Linked DNA regions of Sus scrofa: region 1 is linked to region 2. The links are chromatin contacts, called in public Hi-C maps. All regions are on one chromosome and are shown on one strand. The core of a region is the stretch at or near the end of the contact, and the rest is flanking DNA. Distances in the headings are between cores, read along the strand shown.

What was found. Hi-C and Micro-C count contacts between places; a contact is called where the count stands out from the background.
Region 1: a Hi-C map of embryonic fibroblasts shows a contact between it and region 2, with 1.8 times the contacts expected there. The contact joins the promoter of BRD2 here to the promoter of PPP1R11 in region 2. A contact is called at or near these places in 1 of 5 promoter capture datasets (liver) and 1 of 47 Hi-C or Micro-C datasets (embryonic fibroblasts).

Annotation. Positions count from the first base shown.
Region 1 is chr7:25,149,238-25,151,937 of Sscrofa11.1, forward strand. It overlaps BRD2 (bromodomain containing 2), which reads left to right and starts at 1,421. Exons shown (of 13, transcript NM_001123085.1): 1 at 1,421-1,804.
Region 2 is chr7:22,632,669-22,635,368 of Sscrofa11.1, forward strand. PPP1R11 (protein phosphatase 1 regulatory inhibitor subunit 11) reads left to right here and starts at 1,406. Exons shown (of 3, transcript NM_001123166.1): 1 at 1,406-1,474; 2 at 2,587-2,695. The coding sequence starts at 1,406.

The DNA of each region.
Region 1 (2,700 bases), core at 171-2,670, 2.5 Mb after region 2:
TGGTCACAGAAATCAAGCCTGTAGAGAATTTCAGGAAGCATGATCAAATGTCAAATACTTCAGAGAGGTCAAATAAGATGAGAACTGGTGCTTCCTGATTTGCCAATTAGGAGGTCTTTGGTGACCTTTGCTAGGACAGCTTCAGTAGTAGAAGAAACGAGCTGAAGAATGGGGACGAGGTTGAGAGAGGAAAATTAAGACCGTTTCAGGTCTTAACTGTGCAGGAGAGCTGAGAGGTAAAAAAGAGTACAAAGGGGATGGTTTCAGGTCGTGACTGTGCAGGGGAGCTGAGAGGTAAATAAGAGTGTACAAGGGGATGCAATATCGATAAGGTTATTTCCTTTCTTTCCTTGTTTTTAGGCTGGGAAACCCATAAAAGGAAGAAGTTAAAAATGCCAATTGGGAGAAAAATGGAGGATAGCTTCAGACTAATACCTAAATGTGACCAGGTCAAAAAAGAAAAATTTCCTTAAGCTGGAGGGGACTTCTGGTACAATGGTAAAGGAACACAGACATGTCCCAGTCGGAAAGCCAAGAGTTCTGCAAGTTGGCCTTTCTGTAATGTTCCGTTTGTGGAGAGTGGGCGTTATGAATTAAAAGTAAAAAATCTGAACCACATTCTGAGGATCAAGGGAGGGAGTATTGCCTATGAACAATAAAAGATCTGCTTTAGCTGGCAACCATCACTGGATCAGATTTTTATGGGTTTCAAGACCGAGCAAAGGGTAAAGCCTTAGAAAAAGCAGAAGTTTTAAACGGTGGAGGCAAGTCCAGAAAAAAAGTAAAAGTGTTAGGTTTTGCAGAAGGCAGAGGAGTCCAAGCACTGGCAGGTCTCAACGAAGTCTTCGTAGATTCGGGGGAAATGAGAAGTTATAAAGTAGCCTAAGACAAACAGGTCAAACAAAATGCCCACATCAACCTCCCGCGCCTCATCTCCCCGCCGCAGGCATGACGAGGGTGGTGATAAAACTCCGTCTCCCGACGTGGAACCACACTACACCCCATCCTGCAAACCCTTAAAACTCCAGGTCCAGGCCCCATTTTCCTCCACTGACAACAGCTGGGCAGCGCGCGTTTCCGCTGGACTCCGGCCAGGGCGTCCCAAGCTGCACCTTACACCTGTGGAAAAGGAACCAAGTCCAGGAGGCCGCCGGCAGTGGAGGAGGGGCCGCTGAGGCGGGAGGTCCGCGCGCGGTGCCTGCTTCCGCCCCACCCACTGCGCGCGCACTGAGCCCCGCCGCGGGAGCTGCGGCGCCCGCCCTGACGCCTGCGCACTACTGCTCTCCCCCGCTGCCTCGGGCTCTACTTTCCCTTCCCCCCCAAGTCGGTCGCACCCTTGCGCCTGCGCTGTGTGGGTTCCCGGGCTGCGGCAGCCATGCTGAACCCGTACGGAGAGGCGAGTGGGGGGGACAGGGTCGACGACAGCGAGCTAGGAAGCCGGGGATATGGAGAATCGGCGGTATTAGAGTACTCTAGGTCTGTGAGGAAAGGTCTGGGCCTTGAGGCTCCTTTGGCCCCTTGGCGCGACCCTCAGGAACCTTCGGAAAACTGGCCCCCGTGGCGGGGGGAGGGGGGGCGGCTGGCACATGACCTGGGTCAGCCAATCTGGGTGCAGCTGACGTGGCCGCGCGGTCCCGATGCTCTCCCCACCCCCCAGCTCGGTCGGGAAGGGAGGGGCTGGGGGCAACGCCCCCTCCCCCAACACAACCTCGGTTTCCGGGGGGGTGACACCCCGGATTACATCCTCCCCCCGCACCAAGCCGAGGGGAACACTGGAGCCCCCCTGGAAGGTTCCAGGATCGAGGTGAGAAGGGGCCCTTGCGGGGCGGGGATGTTGCCAGTCATTTAAGTGCCTAACCAATGATGGGGAGTCCGGGAGGATGATTTTCTTGGGGTTCAGAGAAGAATCCTAAGGATGGGAAGATTTGTCCTTCAAACAGTTTACAGCCAATGGGAGCATGGAGGGGGGCGAGCAGGAGAGGGCCCTCGTTGGGGGAGGGGAATGGCCAACCTCTGTCTCCATACCAATTGGAGGGCAAAGGGGCGTGGGGGTGGTGTGTTCCCCCTCCCCCCATTCCATTCGTCCCTTGGGGGTGCAGGAGCCTGGAGCCAGGTGAGAAGGGATCCTTTTGGTGGCCGGAGGGAGGGGTGACCTAGTGGGCTGAGGAGTGGGAGTGGTGACTAGCTCCTACCCGTAGATGTAAATACTTAGAGTTGACAACCCAGGTTGTGAACTGAGATTGTTCCCAGGCGCCCACTCCCTTTCTCCCCATAGACTGGAAGGAGCATTTCTGTGCTTCCTTTGTGTCAGCGGTAGGGAGATGGCAGTCATCACATGGCATGGTGGAGGTTACGCTTCGAGTCCTTTATCGAATTTGTGTGCATTCACGTGGACCTGGCCTCCGGAGCCTTCGTTGCCCTGGTGGGGTCTTAGTTGAGCATGGGTCTACCCCAAACTGGGGAGGGCTTGCTGGCTGAAAACTCGGGGGTCCCCTGGGGAGCAGAAACCAGGACCAACGTGGGTCTTGAGAAGGGTTGGAAATCGTGGCTTGGGACAGGAGAGAGCGAGTCTCAGGACCTGGAATGATTTCACAGCTCCAAAGGTTTCGGGTTTCTCCAGGGTGGCGTCTTTTGCCTCTTTCACCCCCTCCCCCATTCCTGAACAGATCTCTCCTTGTGTACTGCGGGGGAGGGAACGGA
Region 2 (2,700 bases), core at 156-2,655:
TTTATATATTAGGAGTCTCAAACATACACTTATTTGACCCCACAACAGCTTAGAGGAATGAGCCGGGCAGTCCTCCACACTACGTTTAACCAGTTGTGGTAGCTGACTTTCCTGCCGTACTCCTGAAATCTAAAAAAAACCTGTTCCTGTTTCTACCCTACTTTAAACTTTTCCCTAGTCTATAACGCTGACTGGGTAAAGCCCCGGTTTCTTAGCAAAGCACACAGGGAGGGCCTCCCGTGTGGCCATGCCCACCCATCAGTTCTTGTCTGGCACGCCCCTCACGTCCCCACAGTACAAAAGTGAGTTTCCTTCCGTGCAAGCAACTACGACTTTGTAGGTTGTTTTCTTTACCTAAAAAACTCATTTGTCTTCTTGTTCTCTTTTTACCGCTCTTTTGCTCCCTGAGAAACATGCACATATTTTTTGTCTCATCATAAACTGGTCTGTATTACAATTTATGACCATTTCTGTGCTTAATCTTACTCATCTTCCCCCCCCCCAGGACAAATGTAGGCAGTAACTCAGTTTCATAGGTAAGTCTTACATTTATGTTAATAGTCCAGTGACTTACATTTTTGTTAGTATTTATGCCAGTCTTTCCCACTAGACCGGGAGCTAAAAGGCAGAATCTTGAGGGTTTTATGCTCCTCCATCTTCAAGTTCTGATAGTGACAGGAAAAAAAAATACAAGTTGAAGGGACATTAAGTGCCCTGCTCGAACACCTGCAGTCACAGGGCGAGGATTAAAACCCAGAGTCTTAATCAAGTGTGTTTCCAATTGCCCCTGGGTCCCCATTCTCTAGTTCCCAGACGAAACAATAAGGAAAGGAGGACAGGCATTGTCATTGCCCCTTGGTTTTCCTCGCCCTCCCACACACCCCAAGGGATATGGGGTTATGGGGGGTGATTGGGGGCTCAGCCACAGGATGTTTAAACCAGGTACAGCGTCCACTTTGTAGCTGCAAGTCATCGCTACCCTTGCCGTTCGCCGTGGTGCGGTGCAGGAACGGGTTCTTGCCGTTGATCGCCCCGCCCCTGCTCCCACACCTCAGGGACGCCTCTTCCGCCAAATTCGTGTCGCCTCCTTGCGGCGCCTGCGCACTGTCACATTACGGCGGAACTAATCCCGCGACCCTGCGCTCTGACGCCTTTAGTGCCAGGAAGGGAAAAGGGGGACCACAGAACGCGTCACACCCGGAAGCGGAGAGCCGGAAGTGGGGTTGGACAGGTTATCCCCAGGGGTGGGGCAGCGGAGGCCCAGGAGGAGGGGGAAAAAGAAGGTGGAGGAACCTGGCTACTAATCTGAATCCGATACGGATTCTCTTAGACCTCAGAGACACAGAAAAGAGAGAAGGGTGCCTCATCCCCCTTCCTCCCCTCCTTCCTCTCCTCAGCCTTAGCCATGGCGGAGGCAGGGGCCGGGCTGAGTGAGACCGTCACTGAGACAACGGTTACCGTGACAACCGAGCCCGTGAGAAAGGCGGGGGGCGGTGCTGTTTAGGGGTCGGGGAGCTACCGGGAGGGAAGGGATAGGGCTTTGGAGAGTTGCTGGAGGGGCTGGGCCTGGGGATGTGGGAGGAGTGGGGTTGTGAGAATCGCAAGGTATTGGGGATTTTTGGTGTGTCAGAGTTGGTGCAGAAGGCTGGTCGAGAAGCGTGTTATATATAGAGTTAGGATGTAGGTGATGCTGCTTGGGGGAGGGGGGCTTGTAGAAGTAAAGAAAGAACGGGAACTTGGAGATTACGGAGCAAGGGAGGTGCTGGGGGAAATGAAGGGCTGTGTAAGAAAGCATGGTTGGAGGCCAGCTGCAGGGGAACTTGACTGGAAGCATGCTTATGAATAAGTATTCGTTGAAGGGATGAATGCGAAAGGAAGCAAAAGAATGAGGGAACAAGAAAAGGGAGATGAAGATAGTATTTTGAGAAACCAGCGGAGATGTAAATAGAGAAAAATGTAGCATTTTTGCCAAAACAGGTTAAGTTGCTTTCATTGGGAAAAGATTGTATGGAACTTCATAACCCTTGAATTAAGGGAGTTTAGAGTAATAGTAATTGGAGCTGTCAGGATGGTGGAGAATAGATGGATAAGAGGTGGGGAGTGCTGGGCTTGAGGATGAGACAGGTGAGAACAGAGTTCTTTCTTTAATGGGAAAAAGAATAGGGGGTCTGGAAAAAGAAAGAGATCAAAGAGTAGGCATCGGTGACTGAGGAAATAATTTCCATGTGTTAATACCACCAAGGATGATTTGGGGAGGAAGATGGAGAAACAGCGAGGATTATATTTTCCTTTGAAGATTTGCTGGGACCTTCCCTAGGTTAGGAATTGTGTCTTCTCTGTATACTAGTGATTACCAAGAACAGGAGATAACATGTCACGATTCCTCTAGGGACACCCTGAGGTCCAAAACCTGTTCTATTTTATCTTCTCCCAGCCCTCAGCTCCTCTGGCCTTAGGTCCATGATCCTGACTGAGCTGGGAAAGGGAAGAGAGGAGCCCCCCCCCCCCAGCTCCCGCCCCGGGAGGTAGGGGGAAAGGTTAGTGGGAGGGGATTCGATAGGTAAGCCCATCCTTCTTACCTTCCAGGAGAACCGGAGCCTAACCATCAAACTTCGGAAACGGAAGCCAGAGAAAAAGGTAGAATGGACGAGTGACACTGTGGACAACGAACACATGGGGCGCCGCTCATCAAAATGTGAG